Regions from separate parts of the Mus musculus genome. Here all the other regions are linked to region 3. The links are chromatin contacts, called in public Hi-C, HiChIP or PLAC-seq and promoter capture Hi-C maps. All regions are on one chromosome and are shown on one strand. The core of a region is the stretch at or near the end of the contact, and the rest is flanking DNA. Distances in the headings are between cores, read along the strand shown. Region 1 holds the start of Tbc1d10b (TBC1 domain family, member 10b). Region 2 holds the start of Lat (linker for activation of T cells). Region 3 holds the start of Ypel3 (yippee like 3). Region 4 holds the start of Spn (sialophorin).

Region 1 (2,773 bases), core at 230-2,729, 430 kb after region 3:
ATTCTGCCTACAGATACCCCCCCACACCCACTGCTACTCTGAAGGCATCCCTCTTGCCCTCAGAGATCTAAGATTTCTGCCAGAATCCTCGCCCAACCAACTTTCCAGAATGTCTGGCCTTTTTAGTTAATAGTTTCATACCAAGCAGCTGGCATCTTAGCTGCTTAGTAGGTATCAGCTCATTCAATCCCTCTCTTCATAGAGGAAACTGAGGCATAGAAACAGGGACACCACTAGCTCAAGGACACGGGCCTAGGCAAGGTCTAGGCTTAAATCGAGACGACTGCCTTGATCCCTGGTCCTCAGCTCTGAAGTCATAGAAACCCCAGGATGCTCTGGGCACTGCAGCTCCTGCTAATGACTCCCTGGGCCAGGGCTGGCCAGGTGCATCCCCTCCCCGCCCCTCCCCTCCCCCTACGCGTCCCCAGGCAGCCCCCACGGGGTGCCCACTGTGTACTCACAGGCTGCCTGAGTACTGGCTGCCCCCAAGGAAACCATACTTGTCCGTCTTGCGCAGGGCCATCCCATTTATCTCCGAGTCTGAACCCATGGAGCTCACATCATCCGGCAAGGACTCCAAGGTCCCTGACATGAGGCTCACGGAGTCCAAGTAGCTCAGGGTGTCTGGGGCCTGACCCCGAGGCCCCGAGATGCCAGGTCCTAGACTGGACGTGGAGCCCAGGTCTTGAAAGTTTTCAACAGGCTCCGGAGCTGGGGTCACTGTCACCACAGCCACCGGAGTCGGAGCCGGAGCCTCGCATGTCCCGGGAGGGCCTGTGACAGGCCCTGAGGGGTCCTCAGGCACCGACCCTGCTGATGCTGAGGTCGCAGCTTCATGCCCACCTGCCACCTGTCCTACTCCACCCCGTGCAGTCACTCCTGAAGCCACTGTGGTCCCCGGCTTGGGGGCAAGCGGGGGTTTGGCAGTCAGGGCTCCAGGCGCCATTCTGGAAGGTGTCCGAGTGGGGGTCCCTGGTCCTGGGACAGGAGAGGCTCGAACCTCTTCCGTCTTTTGAGTGTCTGTCCCCAAAGCCAAAGCCACCGACGTCTCGGCTCCTGTTTCTGCCGCTGGTGCGGGGAACTCTTGCGTCTTCGCGGCTTCGGGTGAGGCCTCCAGGGTCAGCATCACTACCGTGCTGCTCGTAGCTGTCGTGGGTGTAGAGGCCGAGGTCTGTGATGATCCTGGGACGCAGGCGGGCCGAGCCTCCCCGGGGGCCACCAATTCGACTGGGGCCGAAGTGGCTGTAGTCACTGGCGGTCCCGGTTCCACCACTAAGTGCGATCCGGCCCGGGAGCCCCGGGGCGGGGGCGAAGGGGCAGCGGGGGCGCCGTGGCGGCGCGGCGGGGCCACAAGGGGCGCCGGACCCGTCTCCATAGCTGCGGGCGGCCCCTCACATCCCCCCGCCGGGGAGGCCGCAGAAGGCGCCGCCCCTCAGGCCGCCCGGAGCAGCCCGCCGGGGCTGCAGAGAGGGCGAAGGGCGCGGCTCGGCGCGCGCCGGGGGCGGGGCGGGACCCGGCGGCAGGCGGCGGGCGGCGCGCGCAGGCGGGGCAAGGGTCGACGGCGCTCGCGCCGGGGTCTCCCGGCCTCTCACCCTACTCGCGCGCTCGCGCCGCCCCCTCCCAGCGAGGGGCCGGCTGCCGACGTCGCGCCTGCGCAGACGCGGAGGAGCAGCCACTGTCCCGGCGAACTACGCCTGCGCGAGGAAAGGCCCTCCCGCACCCCTCCTTTTTTTTTTTTTTTTTTTTTTTTTAATCTCCCGCCCCCTCTATAAGACCAGGACGGATAATAGGAGAGAGAAAACTGAGTTCCTGCCAATCGATGGAAGGGTGGGTGGGGTTAGAGGCGGGAAGAGGGTGGGTACTCGAGAAAGAGGAAGTGAAGAAGGCAGAGGCAGGACGAAGAAAACAAGCAATAGAAAAGAGAGATCCTGAGCATCCAGGCCAATAAACACAACTGAAGAGAGTGAGTGACCGCAGAAGGGCGGGGAATGAGGCTGGTGTTGGGCAGTAAGAGGCAGGGACTAGGAACTTGTTAGCCAATGGAAATGGTGAAAAGGGAACCAAATTAAAAAGGGGGGCTAGGCAGTCAAATTGACTGACGGTCACGTCTATTCCTGTGATGACAGCATCAGCAGTCAATAGAAAGAGCCGAAAAATTCTTAGACTTCCTGAGATGATCAGGAAGGAATGACAACCAGGGAGAGGCGGGCTTAACTTGTGATTAACTTGTTAGCCAATGACTGTCCTTCTCCACTTTGCATAAGAGTAGAAATAGATAACATTCTCTGCTTCTAGGGCCAGGGATGCTGCCAGCAGGCGGTGCCAGAGCAAGAATAGTCAGTGACAACCAGAGACAAGCGCGAGAGGAGGTGACAACTGGGGACATCACTGAGAAGAGCCTGGAGCATCGGTGCGGCTCCTAGCCAATAAGAGTGCCGCGCTGGCCTTCTTGGGTTTCCAAAAGAGCCCCTGTTCATTCAACTCCTGAGCTGCACCACAAACCCAGTGCCCTCATCAGTACTCTCTACCTCGATGTGTCTAGTTAGACTATAGTCAGTCCTCTGAAAGACTCATCTCTCAATTCCCTATTTCAGGCAGGAACTCAGACCAGGTTTCTCTAAGTTCTCATGTACAAACTCAGCTTCTCCCCCCCCCCCCACCTCCACCCCGCCGCCGCAAACACTGCAATTTCTGAAACCCATATCCTCTGAGCACTACTTCACTCTCCCGGCTTGTGGGTGGAGGTCCCATCTCAGAACCCAAATCCATGAAT
Region 2 (2,762 bases), core at 118-2,617, 410 kb before region 3:
TTGCCACACTGTTGGCTTCAAAGAGAGAGGGAGAAGAAGACTGGATCAGCTCAGGTTGTACATCCTCCCCAAAGCCCTCCTGTGCCCTACACCCTTACCATCATCTGAATTCTGCTGGGAAGATGGCATCCGATGGGAACCCCCAAGGGGCTGTGGGGATCTCCTGGAAGCCAAAGGTCAGAGATTACGTCTAGGTAGGACTCTGGGAGCAAGACAACCAGGAAAAAGCGCCTCCCCAACCTAGAAGGTGGAGAGGCACAGTAGACCCAAGGGACGGAGTTGGGGGATACTCACGGGATGGGGAGCAGGTCTGGCTGCCTCAGGGGTGGGAAGGAAGTGACTAGAGGGTAGGAAACAGCAGGTGTTCGGGGGACGGTTATTTCTGAGGACACAGAATGAAGCTTGAGGGATGGCTCCAGACACCCCCCATCAAGGCCTCGAAGGACAAATGGACCCCAAAATAACATGCCCTAGACAGACATGGGGGCTCCCACTTTCCCCATCCCAAGCCAGGGAACAGCCCTTCAGACAGCTAAAGGTGAACAAGGACAAACGCACACTCTTAAAAACCCTCGAGGAGGGCCAGAGACACTGAACTCACGAGGTGGCTTGATGAGGATGCTTCTTGGGTACAAACTGGCAGGAAAGAGACAGCTTGGGTACAGGGCCAAGAGGGCCCCAGCCCCAAACCCTTGAGTGGAACCAAGGGAAGACACACAGGGACACGGGCTTCCCACTCACCTCTCTGTGGAAGTGCTGTCATAGGAGACTGGAGGAAAGAAATCCAACAAGTCAGGATCGGGGTGCACCAGGGACAAAGAAACTCAGGCCCCCCACCATCAATCAGGGCCCAGGTAGGGACAGTGGAGAGTGCAGGGGCTGGGGAGGGTATGAGGATCCAATGGAGCGCCCACCCATCATCCAGTTCCGCAAAGCTTCCCACTTACCTGGCAACTCACGGCAGCGCACGCACAGGGCAGCCAGGAGCGTGACCAAGAAGGGCAGCAGCAGGAGGCCCAGCCCCACCGGGCTCAAGGCGTCTGCTTCCATCTGCAGAGCACCTGCCACAGGCCCTGCTGCACTGCAGCCCCTCGAGACAGAGTGGCAGCAGGGGTATGGGACCAAGCGGGCTCCAGCCTGGGATCCGCCCGGCAGTAGGCAGCCGTATCCTTTCGGGGCTGGATGGCTCCCCTCTCTTGCTGGACTGAGTTGAGAGCAGTGTTGGCTCTGGAAAGGTGCTCGCCCCAGAGCCAGAGCTGGGGCCCGTGCCCCAGCTACCAGCTGCACGATCCCCGTGCCCAGCTGTACCTGCCCCTTTCTTGCTCCCCGCCTGCCTCTCCTGCTCACCACCGCGTGCGACAGGAAGCTGTGGTGAGGGCAGGAAATCATCAGGCTGCTCAGCAGGCTGAGCCTGCCCCCTGCCCACTCACCCCCACCCAGTTGTGGGAAGGGGGAGGAGGCAGAGGGACTGTGTGGAGGAAGGGTCTAAGGCTGCAGGATGAGGCAGCCCGTCCACTAGGAAAGGAGACACGTGCCAACCAGGCCCGCGGTACCCTCCCCATGCCCGGGTGGGAGAACTGCAAGGAGGCTCTGCCAAGGCCTGTGTGGACCGAGGGCACTGAGGGCACCACAGGCCCCCAGCTCCCAGGCTTAACTACTGGGAGAGCGACTTCCAGGGGACCACGGTGAGTCACAGTCATACTGAACCAGCTCACTCAGAAAAGAGCAGCCCTCCTTCTAGATTACCAAGCTCAGAAGACAGGGACTTACCCACAGGGTGACCTGACAGCCCCTGCTAAGTCCTGGGACTATGGATATTCCCTGAGGCCAGTGGCACCCACAGAGAGACAAGCAGTCAGTCAGGAGTCTGATTACAAATTTTATTCCATTACAAATAGCACCAAACCCCTTGGGCTGTCCTAGTAGAGAGGACACCCCTTCCCCGTTTCTGGACTCCCATCTCTTCCCTGGGCTGCCCATGTAGTGTCTGGGAGCTGGGAGATATCCCAGGGCTTCCTTCTTGGACCTGGGCCTGGTGAGGGCTTCTGCCTGGGAACCGTCTTGGGTGGGCCCAAGGCCCAGCTGCGATGCATCAGTGGCCGGGTAAGCACCGGCTCCTCAGATGAGCACGCTGGACACGGGGACTCGGGTAGAACGGCCTCGCTGAGGTACTACAATCCGGTCATCTGAGGGCCCAGACTCATGCAACAGACCTGCGAGAAAGGGGTCAGAGCCAAGGCCAGTAAGATAAGAGCCAGCAAGGGGACACAGGCAGCAAGGGGACACAGGCAGAGGGGCCCAGATGAGGCAGCATGGAGAGCCCTCAGAACTGCACACAGACAGAGCCCAATCCACTTCCAGACAGACCCAAAGCTAAGCTGGATGAGCCTGGGATGCTGGGACTCTTGCCCCCAGCTGGTGGCATGAATGGATGGGCTAGTCTGAGTGGAGGGAGAACTGTAGAGTACATACGCGGAGACAGACAGACAGGCAGGTGGTACTGTGAAGGTGGACCTACAGTGACCCTCACTCACCCTGCACGTGGAGTTGAGCCCGCCGGCGGTCATCTTCAATGAACATGGCGGTGCCCAGGAAGGCCGCACCACCCAGTGCCCCAACGAAAGCACAGAGCATGAGCGAGAACTGCAGAGCCCGGAACTCGGACAGGAAGGAAGGGGGCCAGCTCCGTCGGAGGCGGTCAGAGATCTGCAGGGAGAAAAGAGTCAGAGACCTGGGGGGTGCAGAGCACTGACCAAGAAAAC
Region 3 (2,817 bases), core at 131-2,630:
CCTCCTCAGCCTGAGGCCCTGTCCTGTCTTTCTCTTAAAAAATAAATATTTTCTTGTCAGTAACATAGTTCATGGAACAAGGGGTTGGAGGGTCGATTCGGGAGGCTAAAAAGATGGCATTAGCGGCTGGGGATGGAAGTTGGTGGTAGAAGGCTTGCATACCATGAATGCAGCTCAGAGTTTACTGCAAGCAAGTGCACATAGCATCTTAGGAGAGATCAAGAAAGCCTGTGGTGAGCTAGGCCTAGGCTTTAACCTCAGTACTTGGAAGGCAGAGGCAGGTGGATTTCTGTGAGTTATAATGCCAGGGCTACAAAGTGAGACTCTGCCCACTGACACCCCTGCAAATAAAAGCCTGGGGGTGTCAGTAGGCTGGCCCACTTGTTCCACTACATTCCAGACCCAGCAGAGTGGCACCACACCCTGTGCCAGCTTGGCCTCCACTCTAAAGCATGCTAGCCCAAGCGTCCTGGACCTAGACTCTAGAGATTCAGAGATGAGTGGTTGTCCTGAAACCATTAAGAGACCCAGGCATATGCAAGGGACGGAATTTCCTCATGTTACTGATGTTGGGCACCTTATGTGCTGAGCTGTACTGCAGCAGGCAGGCATGGATTAGCTCGCAGGCTCTCCCACAGTACCTGCTGTCCACTTTCTGATCTCCAACATTGGAGTTCATTTAATAAATATTCCCAGTGCAGCACTTTTCAAGCCTGCCTGGTTCCTGGGACTCTGCAGTGAACACAAGTCTAAGTATACCAGACACACGATTAAACAGACATTTTCACTGGGGTCAGACCTACAGAAACCTCGAGGTCAGGCATACCAGAGAATGCCTGGAGCAGATGATGCTCAGCAGTAGAGATTTTTAAAGCGTTGGTTCCTGGGAGTCTAATAGAAGGACACCTTTAGTTCCCTTCTAACAATCTGTTCCACGTGCTTGGGAAAAGTGTGAATTCCAACTTTGACTCTTACCATCTGGATAATCTCTGGAGAGGATCTCTTCTCCAAGCCTCAGGAAACTGGTCAAATGGAGACAGTGGTCTGTGGATAAACGAAGACAATTACGACTATTTCCCAGGGGTTTGCATACAGATAACACGCTCTTATTAGCCCCATGCCGGGTTAGGATCCTTGTCTCTGAGCACCCGAGATAGCAGAGCAGCAGAGGTGCAATCACGCCCGGGTTAGCCTCTGGGTTAGGCTGCAAGTCGTAGCCGCATTTCCGGGCGAGACGGCTAGCGGGAGCCCGGAGCAGGGGGAAGGGCAGCCCAGCCTGCGCTGGCCGCCGTATGACGCGCCCCCTCATTTGCATGAGGCGCTCCGATTGGCCACGAAGGCCGCCGGGACAGGAGGCCGGCCCCCTCCCCCTCCCGCCGCAGCCGCGGCAGCAGCTGGTCTCGGTGTAAACAAGTCGAGGCGGCTGTGAACCGGGCCGGGGGGGACGGCGCCCATCAGGAGCGCCCCCCACTCCCAGGCCAGGCCACCCCGCGGACCGGGCCCTCCACGCGCCCAGGCGAGGTGAGGCCTGGACCGACGTCTCTGCGCGTTGCCCCGCGCCCCCGCCCCGCAAGCGAGGACTGCCCCTTCCCCCGCGCACGCCCCCATCCCCTCGCCCCAGGTGAGCCCCGGGGTCTCAGGTAAGGCTTGGCGATGCAGGTAAGATTCCCCTCGGCGGAGATGAGGCTCAGCGCCTGCAGGTAAAAACCCCTCCTCTCTCTAGGGGACCCTCTTCCTTTGGGGAGGCCTGCCTCCTCCAGGTGAGAGACCCTTTCCCCAAGCGAACTCCATATACCCCACATTTGCCCTATCACTAGTCCAACTAGGGTCCCAAGGACCAGTCAGTTTCTGCCCCCCCCCCCCATTCCTCAAAACTGAAAACTGGCAGCCCATCCACTCTGAAGCCCCTTCTTCACGTTTCAGATGCCAGTTCAGATGCCAGCTCAGCAGGGGTGAGGCCAGAAGCTGGTGGGTGACTCACCTAGAGCTCCTCCTAGCCTCAGTTTACCCGCTGATGCAACCTGAGGCCTCCTCAGTGAGTCAAAACTGAGATGACTCTGGTCCCTGGTGAGACTGCTGGCTCTAGGGAAAGGAGAGAGCAGCCAAGTGTGACAGAGTCCCCATAGTTCTGGGCTTGTCTACATGTGTGTGGCCTTAGTCCTGATCGTCCACCTCTCCTTCCTGGCAGGCACTGGGCTCCCTCTGCTCCCCGTGGGCCGCTCCCCGCGTGGGGCCACTGCCCTTGGCCCCCGCCATGGTGCGGATTTCAAAGCCCAAGACGTTTCAGGCCTACTTGGATGACTGTCACCGGAGGTATAGCTGTGCCCACTGCCGTGCTCACCTGGCCAACCACGACGACCTCATCTCCAAGGTAAGCAGGTCACATTTTAGTCTAGAATGGCAATGGGCTGCCTGGCAACTCCCCACCAATAGCCCTAACCCCCTCCTCTCGTCTCCCCACTACCCTCCAGTCCTTCCAGGGCAGTCAGGGACGTGCCTACCTCTTCAACTCTGTGTGAGTATTCATCTCCTTCCTTTCTTTTCCTGACCTCTGTTGTGACCTGTGACTCCCTGGTATGCTGATATTCCCAGAGTCCCTTGTTTCTGACAGGAAGCCATGATCAGGCTCCTCTTAGAGGCTAAGACCAGACACTTAACATACTAGCTAGAGGGTGGCTCTGGGCTGCTGAGACCCTCCCTGGGACTACCCTTTGTCCCCACAGAGTGAATGTGGGCTGCGGGCCAGCAGAAGAGCGGGTGCTGCTGACAGGTCTTCATGCTGTCGCTGACATCCACTGTGAGAACTGCAAGACCACT
Region 4 (2,700 bases), core at 64-2,563, 360 kb after region 3:
TGCCTCTGGCGCCACAACAGCAGTAGCGCCACGAGGGCCAAAACCACCACCAAGGCAATAAGCATGGGCACCAGTAACATGCCACTTGATTCTTGGCTTGGTGACCTGGTGGTTATGGGATCTTGGGTAGACGTCGTGGATGTTTTTCTGCTGGAAACTGAGGTGCCACGGGCCACACTGGAACTCTCCACAGAACTGGTTGCTGTGGTAGCAGGGAGTCCATGCATCTCACTCGAGGGCCCCAGAGACCCAGTAGCTGTGGTGACAGGGGGACCACTGGTCTTGGAGCTTACTGTTGTAGCCACAGAGGGTCCACTGGTCTCGTTAGAGCTTGTTGTCACAGTGGTGGGGGGTGCACTGGTTCCTTTAGAGATAGATGTAGATGCTGCAGTTCCGTCTGTCACAGGATTGGCTGCAGGTCCGTCTGTCACAGGATTGGCTGCAGTGACAGGAGGGTCACTGGCTACATTTGATGGTTCTGGAAGCAGTGCTGATGTCTTGCTGGAAACTTCCTGAGAGGCAGTAGGCTCAGGTACAGGGGTGCTCATGCTGGCACCAGCAGAAGTCTCCAAAGAAGACAATTCAGTAGTTTCCAAGGGGGTCAAAGAAACTGGGATTGTGGTCTGCCCCCAGGGGCTGATGGTCTCCTTCGAGTCCACTGTCCCTGACCCCACAGAAACTGATGGGCTGGCATTCTGGGCTTCAGAGGTACTTGGAGCTGTGATATGTGGGGTAGATGGTAGCATCGTCGTCCTCTGCAGACTGTCTGGGCTCGCCACCTGGACCCAGCATGCCCCAAAGAGGAGGAGAAGGTGCAAGGCCATCTCCAGAGGGACAGGCAGGAGCAGGAGTTGGGACCTGAATGTAGGGAAGTTACAGAAGAACGCGGTTGGGGAGGGAAACTTGGCCAGCCCCACTCCTTCTGCCCACTTCCCTGCCAACTGCCAAGCCCATCTTGTGGTTTAACGTTTTTTTTTTGTTTTGTTTTGTTTTTCCATTCTTGCTTTCACTATTATCAGAGACAACAGGGGAACAGATGGCGCCAGTGACTCCCACCCTGGCCTTGGCAGCTCAGACTCCAGAGCAGCCATGTCCCCCTGGCCTTCATTCATTGTTCCAGCCCGTGGCTCTGGACTCCCTTACCCCCTCACCCTATTCATCTTTTCAAACTATAGGTACATTCCTTCATCCTCTGAGCATCCCCACCCCCGTACCCAGCAAGATCATACCCTCTTACCAGATTAATGGTTAAGGCACAGGGCCAGGGCAAGTACCTCCAGTTCTTCCTGAGGCTTGGTCAGGACTGGGGCAGACTGAGCCCCAGGGGGAAAGGAAGTGGGTCTTGGCTCCACCCACTCCACCCCTGCATCCTGCCCCACCCATTCCTACTCCCATAGTTGCTTGTGGGGACCCAAGGGTTCAGTGGAGGCATGAAAGGATGCTCGGGGTCCAGACGGGAATTCTTAGGTTTTCACTGGAGTCCAAGTGTCAGAGATGAGTGATGGGGAGTAGGGGTGGAGTGGAAGATATGGAGGGGAGAACCGTTTCCTTTCCCTCCCTTGCTCCTCAAGCTGTTTGGCCAGAACCTGAGACCCTGAGACTGTGGGTGCACTTCCTGCCGAAGAGCTCCAAGAAAGCTGCAGGGCCGGGGAAAACCTCTCAACTCTGCTCGTGGTCCTGAAAGGTTTTTAGGGCTGCTGAACCCTGCCAGAGCCACAGGGAATTGAGGTCACTCCTGTGGCCCCCAGTTTAAGCTAGTACTAACATTGCACATGCTATGGTCTTAGAGAACTAGGAGAGCTAGAGCGATGGCTGAAAGGTTTGGAGCCCTTGAAGGAGACCTGTTCAGTTCCAGCTTGGTGGCTCACGACCACCCCATAATCCAGAGGATCCAACGTCCTCTTCTGGCCTCCAAGGGCACCAACCCACATAGGTACAGACAGGTACTCATATACAAATATGAAAATAAATTAAGATTTACTTAACGGCCAGGTGTGGTGGAGCACACCTTTAATCCCAGGACTCAGGAAGCAGAGGTATGTGGATCTCTGTGAGTTCGAGGCCAGCCTGGTCTACAGAGTTGTTCATAATAATAATAATAATAATAATAATAATAATAATAATAGATTTATTTAAAAAAGAAAACTTCTAGGGCTGGTGAGATGGTGGCTCAGTGGTTAAGAGCGCCGACTGCTCTTCCGAAGGTCCCGAGTTCAAATCCCAGCAACCACATGGTGACTCACAACCATCCCTAACGAAATCTGATGCCCTCTTCTGGAGTGTCTGAAGACAGCTACAGTGTACTTACATACAATAAATAAATAAATATTAAAAAAAAAAGAAAAGAAAACTTCTAGAAAGACCTATATTAAAAAATTAACCATGGGCTGGAGAGATGGCTCAGTGGTTAAGAGCACTGACTGTTCCTCTAGAGGTTCTGAGTTCAATTCCCAGCAACCACATGGTGACTCACAACCATCTGTAATGGGATCTGATGCCCTCTTCTGGGTGTGTGTGAAAACTGCTACCGTGTACTCATATAAATAAAATAAATCTTTAAGAAAGAAAGTAACAAAAAGTCTTTAGCTGAGTGGGGTGTTTTATGCAGATTTATCCCAGGGCCTCAGTGCTGCTTGAGTAAGTGCTCTACACCGAGCCGCATGGAACCTCACAGAGCCGCACGGAGCCATCCCCAAGCCC

Evidence for each region. Promoter capture Hi-C pulls out the DNA fragments that hold promoters and counts their contacts. A called contact is a pair of places that touch in the nucleus more often than the background predicts. HiChIP or PLAC-seq counts read pairs in DNA pulled down with a chosen protein or histone mark.
Region 1: a Hi-C map of B cells shows a contact between it and region 3, with 21 read pairs. The contact joins the promoter of Tbc1d10b here to the promoter of Ypel3 in region 3. A contact is called at or near these places in 15 of 39 promoter capture datasets (the C10 cell line, the HPC-7 cell line, the SN4741 cell line and 9 more), 1 of 15 datasets of contacts at CTCF or cohesin (large pre-B cells), 5 of 484 Hi-C or Micro-C datasets (B cells, bone marrow-derived macrophages, embryonic stem cells and 2 more), 31 of 115 datasets of contacts at active chromatin or transcription factors (the 230-238 cell line, the HPC-7 cell line, the SCID.adh cell line and 19 more) and 5 of 9 other capture datasets (adipose tissue, embryonic stem cells, liver and 2 more).
Region 2: a promoter capture Hi-C map of pre-B cells shows a contact between it and region 3, with 2.5 times the contacts expected there. The contact joins the promoter of Lat here to the promoter of Ypel3 in region 3. A contact is called at or near these places in 3 of 39 promoter capture datasets (cranial neural crest, neural stem cells and pre-B cells), 2 of 115 datasets of contacts at active chromatin or transcription factors (double positive thymocytes and effector CD8 T cells) and 1 of 9 other capture datasets (adipose tissue).
Region 4: an H3K27ac HiChIP or PLAC-seq map of double positive thymocytes shows a contact between it and region 3, with 5 times the contacts expected there. The contact joins the promoter of Spn here to the promoter of Ypel3 in region 3. A contact is called at or near these places in 11 of 39 promoter capture datasets (the 3T3-L1 cell line, the C10 cell line, the HPC-7 cell line and 7 more), 16 of 115 datasets of contacts at active chromatin or transcription factors (T-cell acute lymphoblastic leukemia, craniofacial prominence, double positive thymocytes and 10 more) and 5 of 9 other capture datasets (adipose tissue, embryonic stem cells, liver and 2 more).

The regions. Positions count from the first base shown.
Region 1 is chr7:127,206,989-127,209,761 of GRCm38.p6, forward strand. It overlaps Tbc1d10b (TBC1 domain family, member 10b), which reads right to left and starts at 1,480. Exons shown (of 9, transcript NM_144522.5): 1 at 462-1,480. The coding sequence starts at 1,375. It also overlaps a transcript of Mylpf not described here.
Region 2 is chr7:126,368,201-126,370,962 of GRCm38.p6, forward strand. Lat (linker for activation of T cells) reads right to left here and starts at 1,368. Exons shown (of 12, transcript NM_010689.3): 1 at 948-1,368; 2 at 742-769; 3 at 602-636; 4 at 295-382; 5 at 99-163; 6 at 1-15. The coding sequence starts at 1,050. Spns1 (spinster homolog 1) reads right to left here. Exons shown (of 12, transcript NM_023712.3): 11 at 2,535-2,706; 12 at 1,860-2,213. The coding sequence ends at 2,119.
Region 3 is chr7:126,775,583-126,778,399 of GRCm38.p6, forward strand. It overlaps Ypel3 (yippee like 3), which reads left to right and starts at 1,381. Exons shown (of 5, transcript NM_025347.3): 1 at 1,381-1,521; 2 at 2,189-2,371; 3 at 2,472-2,515; 4 at 2,724-2,817. The coding sequence starts at 2,255. Gdpd3 (glycerophosphodiester phosphodiesterase domain containing 3) reads left to right here. Exons shown (of 10, transcript NM_024228.2): 10 at 1-63. The coding sequence ends at 45.
Region 4 is chr7:127,136,510-127,139,209 of GRCm38.p6, forward strand. Spn (sialophorin) reads right to left here and starts at 1,314. Exons shown (of 2, transcript NM_009259.5): 1 at 1,238-1,314; 2 at 1-858. The coding sequence starts at 824.